Linked DNA regions of Mus musculus: region 1 is linked to region 2. The links are chromatin contacts, called in public HiCAR-type maps. All regions are on one chromosome and are shown on one strand. Each heading gives the region's core, a stretch centred on a gene start, on an enhancer-like site or on the middle of the called end of the contact. The rest is flanking DNA. Distances are from core to core; before and after follow the strand shown. Region 1 overlaps Pdpn (podoplanin). Region 2 overlaps Tmem51 (transmembrane protein 51).

The links. HiCAR-type assays count read pairs that join an accessible place to other places.
Region 1: a HiCAR-type map of astrocytes shows a contact between it and region 2, with 5 times the contacts expected there. The contact joins two enhancer-like sites. A contact is called at or near these places in 1 of 39 promoter capture datasets (hippocampal neurons), 1 of 484 Hi-C or Micro-C datasets (embryonic stem cells) and 4 of 115 datasets of contacts at active chromatin or transcription factors (astrocytes, embryonic limb bud and embryonic stem cells).

The regions. Positions count from the first base shown.
Region 1 is chr4:143,274,036-143,279,834 of GRCm38.p6, forward strand. It overlaps Pdpn (podoplanin), which reads right to left. Exons shown (of 6, transcript NM_010329.3): 2 at 2,036-2,172; 3 at 1-21. Among named protein-coding and RNA genes, the nearest start is that of Pdpn, 23 kb to the right of the region's middle. Within about 2 kb of position 4,181, at least 176 of the 459 cell types and tissues checked have an H3K27ac peak or open chromatin away from gene starts, as enhancers often do. A contact at or near this core is called in astrocytes, where this site is marked.
Region 2 is chr4:142,074,440-142,080,566 of GRCm38.p6, forward strand. All of the region lies in intron 1 of Tmem51 (transmembrane protein 51), which reads right to left. Among named protein-coding and RNA genes, the nearest start is that of Tmem51os1, 6.8 kb to the right of the region's middle. Within about 2 kb of position 3,567, at least 121 of the 459 cell types and tissues checked have an H3K27ac peak or open chromatin away from gene starts, as enhancers often do. A contact at or near this core is called in astrocytes, where this site is marked.

The DNA.
Region 1 (5,799 bases), core at 2,931-5,430, 1.2 Mb after region 2:
ACGCTCTCTCTGCGTTGGTACCTGTTAGAAGTGAGGAAAGAAAGAGAGAAGATAAATCCTGAAGGTTTAAAATGTACAGTGTCTGCCTTCCCGCAGGAAAGATGTTAAGGTAGCATACATTAAAACAAACAAACAGTGCCGGGTGTGGTGGCACACGCCTTTAATCCCAGCACTCAGGAGGCAGAGGCAGGCGGATTTCTGAGTTCAAGGCCAGCCTGGTCTACAAAGTGAGTTCCAGGACAGCCAGGGCTATAGAGAGAAACTCTCTTGAAAAACCAACCAACCAACCAAACAAACAAACAAACAAAACCAAAACCAAACCAAACTAAAATGGAGTTGGAGATGGATACTAAAACCAGGTTCAATCCAGAAATGAATTTTTTTAAAGATGTATTTAAATTTATATATATATATATATATATGAGTACACTGTATCTTTACAGATGGTTATGAGCTTTCACGTGGTTGTTGGGAATTGAATTTTAGGACCTCTGCTCGCTCAGGTCAGCCCTGTTCGCTTCGGCCCAAAGATTTATTTATTATTATAAATAAGTACACTGTCGCTGTCTTCGGACACACATGTCAGATCTCATGACAGATGGTTGTGAGCCACCATGTGGTTGCTGGGATTTGAACTCAGGACCTTTGGAAGAGCAGTCAGTGCTCTTAACTGCTGAGCCATCTCGCCAGCCCCAGAAATGAATCTTAATTGTTAAGATAAATCCTAAAACAAGAAGGCACGGAGACTGCCAGAACTCACAGCCATTCCATGACAGTGGAAGACTACAAAGTGTTTCTAGTTTTAATTATAAATGTGTGCAGGAGTTGGGGTAGACATACATACGGGAATGTGTGTTTATTGTTCTGTGACATAAGTCTCTCACTGACCTGGGGCTTGTGAATTAGGCTAGGCTAACTGCCCAGCACACCCCAGGGACCCACTTTTCCCTGCCTCCCCAGAGTTAGGGCAAGTACCACATATCATCACATCTGGCCTTTATGGGCCCTGGGGATTGAACTCAGGTCCTCATGCTTGCAAGGCGTTCGTGTTACCGAGAGCCATTCCCCCAGCCCAGTGCTGGCTTTTAAACTTTTTCTTTGTTCAACACCAAGGACAGAGCAAACGATTTGGATGAAGAGATACCCAGGGCGAGGTTGGGTAAAACTGGCTTGGGGCTTTCATACCCTTTTCGGATAAAGGCATTGCCCCTCCCCAGGGAGCTACCAAAATTCCCTGAATCCAGTCCTTTTTAGTTCATTTGCTTGTTTGTTTGATTGAGCAGAATTTTACTATAAAGCCCTGGCTGTCCTGGAACTCACTGTGTAGACCAGGCTACAGGAATTATTTTACTATTTGCAGTTTTAGCAACCATATCATAGGATACACATTTACAGATATCTGCCTCCTGGATACTAGAATTACAGGTGATATTACATGTCCCACCTCAAGGTTGCAAATACTAAGATGGTTTCTTTCTTTTTTTTTTTTTTTTTTGGTTTTTCGAGACAGGGTTTCTCTGTATAGCCCTTGCTGTCCTGGAACTCACTCTGTAGACCAGGCTGGCCTTGAACTCAGAAATCCGACTGCCTCTGTCTCCCAAGTGCTGGGATCAAAGGCGTGCACCACCACGCCCAGCTCTAAGCTGGTTTCTTGCTATTTTGTGAAGATGTGGTCTATTCTTTTGACTACTGTCACTCTCTTCAGACAAAGCAGAAGAGGGCATCAGATCCCATTATAGATGGCTGTGAGCCACCGTGTGGTTGCTGGGAATTGAACTCAGGACCTCTGGAAGAATAGTCAGTGCTCTTAACCGCTGAGCTGTTCCTCCAGCCCATGAGAAGATGTGGTCTATTGTTCTCAAATAGTCTGTGCCAACATAGAAGCTCTCTTGTCCCTGAATGAGACCCATGTCACCGTCGTGAACCACACCACCATTTCCTTGTATGGAGCTGTTTTCCTACATAAACATACATCACACCCTGGCATGTGACAGCCTGTTTTTAAGGCCAACTCCCCCTTTCCTTAGACACTCACCAGAGGTGCCTTGCCAGTAGATTCATTAAGCCCTCCAGTAGCACCTGTGGTTGTTATTTTGTCTTCTATACCTGGGGGCACCATGCCGTCTCCTGTACCTGGGGTCACAATATCATCTTCATTCACGCCTATAGTCCCTGAAAAAGAAAGGCCAGTCAGGGATGCAGTATGCAAATGACGAGGGCAAAAATAATTGGCTACCTACAGTCATGATTCTGTTTCCTACATTGTAAGATGTGGTCTTTTCTGTCCAACCTCTGTACCAGAGCCAACACCACTGTCCTTGTGGTGCCTCTGACACACACCATGGCCTGCTTGTCTCCACTTAGAAGCAAAAGAACATGGAAACACATGGCGAAGGTGCCAGCTAGATGCTCTGGCCATGGACATGTCTGCCCTTCCCTTTTTAGTAGAGACAGTGTCTTCCGTGGCTAATGTGCTCAGGTGGACAGAGTATTGTATAGACCAGAAAAACTCTATAGAATCATTTGAACAATTTCTAAACATACTGCCGGGGTCCATGTTCTGTCCAACAAAATAATTGTCTGTTCACTTTTTACAATCAAACTCAGGCCTAGCATTATAGCCCAGCAATGGAGCCCATGCTTGGAATGTCTTAATTCCCAGCACCAAATCATTAACCAGTTAAAAACAAACAAACAAACAAACAAACAAACAAACAAACGTATGACTGGTAAGATGGCCACAAAGACTTGGTTTGTTGCCAAGCCTGAGAATCTGAGATCAATCCTGGGACCCACATGGTGGAAGGAGAAAACCAATTTTGGAAAATTGTCCTCTGATGGTCACATATGTGCCATGACACATGTGATATATAAATATATAAGATGTAATCCAGAAATATATAAGATGTAATAAAATTTAAAAGTGTATCAACAAACCAAATCTCCATTACTATTTAATTGAGATCGCTGCTCACTTGGATAATTAAGACCGCTGGATCACTGACGTCATAGACTTCTTTCAACTTCTTTTTTGAGATGGGCAGGGCCCCTCTACATAAGCCCTGGCTGTTCTCTAACTCACCAGGGAGACCAGGCTGTCCATAAACTCACAGAGACCCACCTGTTTCAGACTCCTGAGTGCTGGGATTAAAGGTGTGCACCGCCATGTTACATATGGAGTATGGAGTCAGCACTATACTTAAAGGTGTTGAGATGCAACAGGATACTTAGTACCAAGAGCTAAACTTATCTGATGCAACTGTTCTAACATGTGGTGTGTGTGTGTGTGTGTAGGTATGTATGTGTTATACTGTGTGTGTAGAGTTCAGAAGACAACTTCAGGTGTCACGGTGGTTTGGATAGGAATGGCCTCCTCAGACTCATGTGTTTCATTGCTTAGCTCGTATGCAATGGTACTATTAGGAGGTGTGGCCTTGTTGGAGGAAGTGTGTCACTGTGGTTTTTGTGGGCTTTGAGGTTTCCTATGCTCAAGCTATGCCCAGGGTGGTGGTATACAGTCTCCTTCTGCTGCCTGCGGATTGAGTTGTTGAACCTCCAACGCCACGTCTGCCTGTACGCTGCCATGCTTCCTGCCCTGACAGTGGGCTAACCTGTCAGTCAGTCTCAATTAAGTGTTGTCCTTTTTATAGGAGTTGTCCTGGTCATAGTCTCTCTTCACAGCAACTAAACTTTAAGTAAGACATCAGTTCCCCACTTCCACCTTGTCTGAGACAGAGTCTCTTATTGTTTACCACTATATAAGTCGAGCTAGCTGGCTTGTGAACTGTGGACTCTCCTGTCTCCATCCCCCATCTCTCAATGGAAGCACTAGGGCCACAGATGGCTAGAGCCACTATAGCATCTGCTTTCAGTGGGTTCTGGGCTTTAAACTCAGGTCCTCGTGCTTGGATATCATGTGAGTTAGTTACTGTCAACCTGACACAAACTAAAGCCACCGAGGAAAAAAAGAATCTTAACGGCGAAGTGTCACTGCTTGCATCTGTCTCCCCAGATTCCATGTGCTAGATAGAAATCGAATCTCCACAGTCATTGAGTCAAACAGTGTTTGAAGCTGGGACCTTGGAAAGGTACTGAGAATTGAACGAGGTCATCAGGATGGGGTGACCAGGAAGTGACTGGTGGGTTAGTAAGAGGAGGGTAGATCTGAACTGACGCATGCACTCGTACGGCGACATCACATCTTTGGCAAAGCTATGCCATTACAACGGCACCGGCAGAAACAGTACTGTGCTCTTGAACTTTCCCACCTCCAGAGCCACAAGGAGAATAACGATCTACGCTTTTGATTGACGATCTACACTTTTGATTGACATGCTTTGGGGTATTTTGTTACCGCAATGGAAAATAGAGGGACTCAAACAGTGTGAGTAGAGTTGACAAGTGCCCTCCTCTGCTGCCTCTGACTAACCGTATATCAGGGCATCTGCTCTTACTTAACTCACGTAATCCTTTTCACGAGTTACAAATCTGACTCACTGGCTACGGGCTTCCTCCCTAGACTGGAGCAGCAATGGAAACGCCATGCCTAAATGCAGTTGCGAAAGAAGCACAGGCAACGAGAATGGGAGGGAGGGGTGCTTGGAAAGCGCCCTGTGTAATTAGAGAGCAGATGTTTTCCGGTGACGAGCCATGCTTCCCTCCATGCGTTATTCTCCCTCTGTTAAGACAGCCCAGCCAGGAGCATGGCTAATAAACATTTGATCATAACTCCAAGTGCTCATGCCAACGGGGTGGGAGGCCCCTGGAGGAATGTTGCTCTGTTTCGGAGGAGCCTTCTCTGTGCAGCTGGCCCTGTTCCAGTTGCCAACGGATGGCTTTAGATGAGCTACCTAGCGTAGGCATCCTTAAAACAAAAAACCAAAAAAAAAAAAAAAAAAAAAAAAAAATCTCAGGAAAAGCCTTAAAACCTTCAAAACTCAGTGCATACCAATAGTAGACCTCCTCTTGTGGTCATTTGCTACTGTGGGCTGAGGGCAGGGACTGTGACTGCGGAGTAGACGGATGTTTAATGTCCATTTTTCAGACAAATAATCCCTACTTAAAAGCTAAGCACCCCCAGTGAAATAGACACTTCTTCAGTGGCGTTGCCACTGGAAAGATACCCATACTTCCACAAGCAAACCCTCACCCACACTCCTGTAGGCAGCCCTATAGAATCTCACTGGGACACACAGGCGCACACACACACAGGCACGCACACACACAGGTGCACACACACACACACACACACACACACACAGATATGAAATCAGGAAGGGAGTAGTTTGTTAGTTTGGAAGAGAATGAAAACTTGAAGGATTGTGAGAAGGACCAGAAAGAGGAGAATATGGTTAGAACACACTTATATGTGTATATGAAAATGTCAAAATGAAACCCGGTATCATTGACATTTAATATATGGTAATAGAAAACATTAAAAAAACAAAACAAACAAACACCCCTTCATTCCCCTGGATTGAATTCAGTTTTAAACATCAATTATTAAAAGGTTTCCTGGAACCACTGTCAAAATCATTTTTCATCCCGTGTCTCTAACTTAAAACAAGCCCTGCTTTAAAAACAAAAGTTCTGAGTGAAGCTGGCTTCAATTCCTTCATAGAGAGCTCAGTTCACTGAGAGAGTAACTCAGTAAAAATTCCTCCTTGTTCTTTCCTCCCCTTGGCCCGCGGAGCCAAGAACTGAAGTCGCCCTGAATAGACAAAGGGTGTTTTATGAATGACCATGCGTGTCTTTTGTCTCCCTGGGCCAGCATTCTTTTCGGCTCCATGGGAAAGTTAT
Region 2 (6,127 bases), core at 2,317-4,816:
TGAGCAGGAAGAAGGAAGTAGAACGCAGCTTCTTGGGACCAAGGCCTGGGAGTCAAGTCCAGGGTTGAGCAGTGGTCCATCATTAGTTGGGAGGATGGAGGGCAGAGGGTCTCTGAAGAGGCCAGTTCTGAGAACCAGGACGGCTGCCTGGGCCTGTCTGCAGGCTGCAAGAACGCCCTGAAGATGCTAGCCCAGCTCTGTCTGCGGGGCTTGCTGACTAATTTCAACCGTTTGCTCCCTAGTTCACGGGCCCCTCCCTGCTCCCCAGGAAGACAGGAACTGCCTCTCCTGTGTGCCCTGTGCCCCAAAACCAAGAGCCTCGCCTGATCTGTCAGAAAACTCGAGGAATGCAGAGCCATGTTCCCAAAATGATTCCGTCCCTCAATTTTTTTTTTATTGTGAAAAATTCTACTGCACAAATTTGTTCTTTGTGATATAAGCTCTATTATCCTACCAAGTTTTAGGAAATATTATTGACCTGTGGGAGGTCAGAGGACACCAGTGTGGCTTCCTCCTTTTCATGGGTTCTGGCAACAGAATTCGGGGGATGGGGGTGGGGTAGGACTACTAGGTAAGCTCATTACCCACTAAGCCATCTCAGCAGCCTCCTTACCAAGTTTTAAGCATGCCGTTTGCTGGCATTAAGGAAACTCATGTCATAGGCCAACCATCAGGGACAGGCAGCACACGGATCCATTCAGTTCTTCACACTGTAAAAACCGAACCCCTCCCCAGCACAGGGCAGCTCACTGTCCCCCTCCCTTTGTCCCTGGAAACCAGCAATGCACTCCCCTTCTGCCATGAGGATCTCAATTTAGGTCCTTGAGTATGCATGACAGGCTGAGAACCAACCCCCTCCCCGGCCTGTCTTTTCACAGGCTTTTGTCTCTTAGCACAAAGTCCTCAGGTAGCGGGTCACATTCCGTCTGTTTGTCTGCCAGTGAACACCCCTTCCACGTTCTATCTCTCACAGATAACAGTGAACACAAATGTCTCTTCTGAGCTCAACTCTTTTGGGAGTATATCCCAAAATGGAGCCCTGGATTGCATCTCAGCTCTATTTTAATTTGTGGGAGGGGAGTGCCACCACTAAAATAAGTTGCAGAAGGAAATTCCGTAGGTTTTTTCCAGCCCACCCTCCCAGCTCTATGGGCCCTTGGGAACTTAACTCTACTACTTCCGGAACTTGTTGCTACATCCACCAGGTTGCTTGCCTGTCACCTGAACTTCGTTCCCCTTCCCAGTTCAGCTCAGACCCCACTTCCTTAGGAGTTCTTTCCCTCAGGCTGGGGAATCTAGCACGGGTAGGTATCATGCTTGCCTAGCGAGCGTGAGGTCCTGGGGTTCAATTCCCAGCCTAGCCTCAAACAGGTGTGTGGTGGGAGATCTCAGCACTTGGCTGGTGGATGCGGAGTTCAAGGTCATTATCAACCATATGGTTCTAGGCTAGCCTGTGCCACATGAGATGCTGTCTCTAAAATAAAATAAAGCTCTTTCCTGCACTCTTGAGTTTGAGTTAACCCCTGCTCCCTCCCGGTCCCGGGTCCCCAGATCAGATTCCAACTTAGAGGTACTTTCCCCACTGTCGCCCTCGGGACCATAGGCTGCGTCCCTGGGAGCTGGGGCTGCCTCTCTGTAGATAGCAGACTCAGTCACTAAGGACTGAAACCATGCATTTGTTTGTCAATTTGTTTATGCAAATATTCTTACGTATGCTTAGGCGTGGAACCCAGACAACCACTTGCACTGCTGAACTGCAGAGGCAGTTCCAACCCATGACTCCCAACCGCAAACAGCAGTTCACGGGGCGACCTGAAGACTCTTCGGATTGCTCTTCTAGGGAGAGGTTGAGAGCTTTTTAAAAATAATGTTCCCAGGGCTACCCAGAGAAACCCTGTCTCAAAACAAGACAAAAGAAAACAAAACAAAACAAAACAACAAACAAACAAATCAGGCTCCTTCCACCGAATAGCAACAGTCTAGGTCCACACCCTACTCAAGCCAGACAGTGGGGGCAGGGAAAACACATGGGAAGAGGGTGAGTCGGTTCTCAGCCCCTCTCCAGACCTAAGGTGAAGAAGAAGAAGCTAGCCAAAATGTGAGATTCCACTGAGAGTATATACACCTGTAGCTTAGTCGCTTAGCATATGCAAGGTCCAGCCAGGGTTTAGTCCCAGCAGTTACTCCAAGTGTCCAGCAGAGAACACACCAGACCCTTCTGGAGATTTTCAGAACTGGGTATTACATGAGACCATGATTGCAAAGGCACTGGCCCACCATGGGAAGTTTGAGTTCTGGTTCTACCAACATATGTTGGGAGAAGTCAGGCTGATGATCCTGGTCGCATGAGCGCACGCGCGCGCACACACACACACACACACACACACACACACACACACACACACACACGAGAGAGAGAGAGAGAGAGAGAGAGAGAGAGAGAGAGAGAGAGAGAGAGAGAGAGACAGAGAGAGACAGAGACAGAGACAGAGAGACAAAGAGAGAGAGACAGACAGGCAGACAGGCAGACAGACAGACAGACAGGGACTGGGATATAGTTCACTGGAGGAGAGCTTACCCAGCATGCACAAGCTCTGTGTTTGAACCCCAGCACCACCTACACTGGGTGTGGAGGGTATGTCTGTAAACCCAGCACAGCAGGTGGCTCAGGAGTTCAAGGTCGAGATGGGGAACTTGGCAAGTATGAGGCCAGCCTGGGAGTAGGTGTGAGACCTTGTCTCAAAAAACAAAAAACAAAACAAGAATATTTAAAGGAAGAGGAGGAGGAAGCAGAGATGAAGCAGGAAGTAGGTTATTATGCCTGGGTGCTAGATAAGTGCTGCCTTTGAACCAAGTGTGCTTTTAGAAACAGATTTATTTTTAATTGACTTGTATGCGAGTGCCTGCGTGTATGTGTGTGCCGTGTGTGCAGGTACCCAAGAATGCCAGAAGAGGACATCTGATCCTCCACTCGAAGTGGAGTTACAGGCTGTTATGAACTGCCATGTGGGTTCTGGAGACCAAACCAAACCCAGGTCCTGTGCAAGAGCAGCCAGTGCCCTTAATCACCTTAAACTGTCTCTTCAGCCCTGATGAAACGATAACTTTGTGTCAGCATTACAAGCAGGGCTGCTGACAGATAGCAGCGGGGGTTTCCTAAAGAGTGTTCCTAGTGCATGCACAGTGTGGCCTTCAGCCAAGACAGTCTGTGCTGCAGACGTGGGTTCCAGGCCAGCTCCCTACCTCACACTGACTGCCTAGCCTCCTTTGGAACACCATCACTGTCCCCATTTGGGAACACTCATCAAAGTAAGATTTGGCGCCTACCCACTCCTGCCTCTCTGTTTCTTCTAAGAAGAACTGAGGCGGCTGCGTGAAGAGCGGTTCTGCACTTTGTAATACATTTTACTTTTTAAGGTCTCCGAATTCTTTTAAAGGGACCTTCGGGAGCCAGTGTATATTGGGAACATTTGCAAGCGGTTCCTCCTTCCTGTTGGCCCTGCCTCCCACCCCTGAGCTCTGTCCTTGCAAAGCCTGAGCTGCTTTCTGGGAACTGTCCAAGGAATCCTGAGTTCCCAGGATCGCAGCATAAAAAAAACAAAAACAAAAAAAACCGCAGCAGCCCGGAGCAGGACTGCCCAAAGCTCTCACTGCAGAGACCGACATGTGCTGCTTGGCTCAGACCACAAGTCACTCACAGACGTCCCCTGGGCCCGAGAGATGGCTCAGCGGGCAAAGGTAGGTGGGGTGAAACCAAACCACACGACGTGCCACTTGGTGACACATTTTACTTTAAAGGTCTCTGAATTCTTTAAAAGGGAACTGCCAAACCCAGGGAGTGTACGCTGTCAAGCCAGGCTTTGCATTTCATGAGAGAACCTCCTGAAAAGTTGTCCTCTGATTTCTGCAGCCATACCTTGGAATGAGTGTACCCCTTCCCCTCTCTTACACACACACACACACACACACACACACACAAATAATAATAATAACAATGTGATTTTTAAATTGATTAAAATATGCTGGGAGTGGTGGCCCATGCCTTTAATCCTAGGACTAGAGAGGCAGGAGGATCTCTGTGAGTTTGAGGTCAACCTGGTCTACATAGAGCTCCAGGTAAGCCAGGGCTACATAGTGAAAACATGTTTCAAAATACTACTACTACTACTACTACTACTACTACTACTACTACTATAATAAAATTTAATGAAAAGTACTTTTCCTGGGCCAGTGAATTGACTCAGAAGGTAAAGGTGTTTGCCACCACGCTCACTGACCTAAGTTTGATCCTTGGGCCGCACATGGCGGAAGGAGAGAGCTAACGTTGACCTCTATAAACTAGACATGGCAACTACACACCTACCCCACAACTCCTCCAAGACAGACAAAAAATAAATAAAAAAAATTTTTTTTAAATTGTGCATATAGATTTCCAGTCTTCCCTCTCATTCACTTTTTATAAAGACAGGGCAAGAACATTTAACTGACCGTCAAACCCACTGATCAGATGCTATATAAACCGGTGGCACATGCGTGCCATCTCAGAACTGGAGAGGTGGGGGCGGGAGGGTCAGGAGTTCAAGGCCATCTTTGTCTATATAGCTAATGAAAGCCAGCCTGGGATACGAGGCACCCCAGTCTCAAAAAATAAAATAAACCCGAACAAATAAAAGATGCCCACAGTGGACAAGTGTTAGCCTGGAAGACACCTATCGTCTGGTCAGGACTTCCAATGTACTACAAATGTCCCTTCCCAGAAGTCTGATCCCCACAGGAGGATCTCCCTTGCCCAGGAAGCAAGTTCTCGAACATTTTATTTGGTCTTTGATTCTTTAAAACATCTTTTAAAAATCTTTAAAGTGTGTGTGCCCATGTAAGTGTTATGTGCCCATTAGTGTGTATGTGTGTGTGTGTGTACCAGTGCACATGTGCAGAGGCCAGAAGAGGGTCCATGTGTCATCCTTTAGCACTTTCTACCTTATTCTTTTAGGCAAGGTCTCTCTCTGAACCTTGGTGTTTTTTGTTTTTTGGGTTTTGTTCTTGTTTTTTTTGTTGTTGTTGTTTTTTTGTTTTTTGTTTTTTTGTTTTTCTCATCTAGACTGGAAGCCAGTAAACCCTACAGATCTGGGTTACCAGCAAAGGAGAGATGCCTAGCCTGTTACATGAAAGTAGGAATCTGATGCCATGATTGTATAGCAAGTGCTTTTAGCCACTGAGGCATCTCTTCAGCCTCTACTTTCGCCCCCTGCTCCTGAGAAGAAGGGCTGAAATGAACAAGCCCAAATCAGGCACCCCAGGGATGCCTAGTCTGGCGAAGCCATGGTACCAGGGGTGGTACCACTGGTTGGCTTAAAATGAACACAGCTAAAATTAGACTCTTCCTCTGTGTGACCTTGGGCTCCCAGCAGCCCCATCCAAATGCCAGCTTCCTCTTTCTAAAGACCTCATGAGGATCAGATGTCTCCTCGACACACACGGAAACGTGGACCACGAAGCCCCATGCACCTTGAATTGTGTTAGAGTCAAGGAAGTGTCCTGACTGAACTGACCCTAAAAGGCAGACTCCTGAATTGCTGATCGCCACCATTTAGAAGGTCATGAGTCTAGCATGTCGGAGCGTGTAGGGGAAAACTTGTCCCTTCAGGATGCAAAACCAGACGTAGCACTGCAGAGTAAGTTCAGCCAGCTTTACAGCCAGTGTTGCTGGGTCTATGACACAGTCCCTTCCTGTCCTTACAAGGCATGTGTGTGTTTGACATCTGGAGCAGCAGCGGTTTCCTTAGTCTGCAGATGCAGAGACACCTGTATGGCTCAGTGGATGAGGGGAGTGTCAGACATGTCACCAGCAGCCCCCTTCCAGATGACAATGAGCAGACAGGATCTGACAATGGTAAACCCGAGCAAGGGGCCCCAGCTCCAGCCCCACATAAGCTGGGTGTGGTGTTGGATATCGATAGCCCTTATACTCAGGAGGTGAGGCAGGAGGACCAGAAGCCACCCTCAGCTACATACAGAGTTCAAAGTCAGCTTGGGCTCCGTGAGATTGTCACACAGCAGACAAACAAACAGGAGGGTTCTGAGAAACATCCAAGACAGCCTGGTGAGATGGCTCCGCAGGTAAAGATGT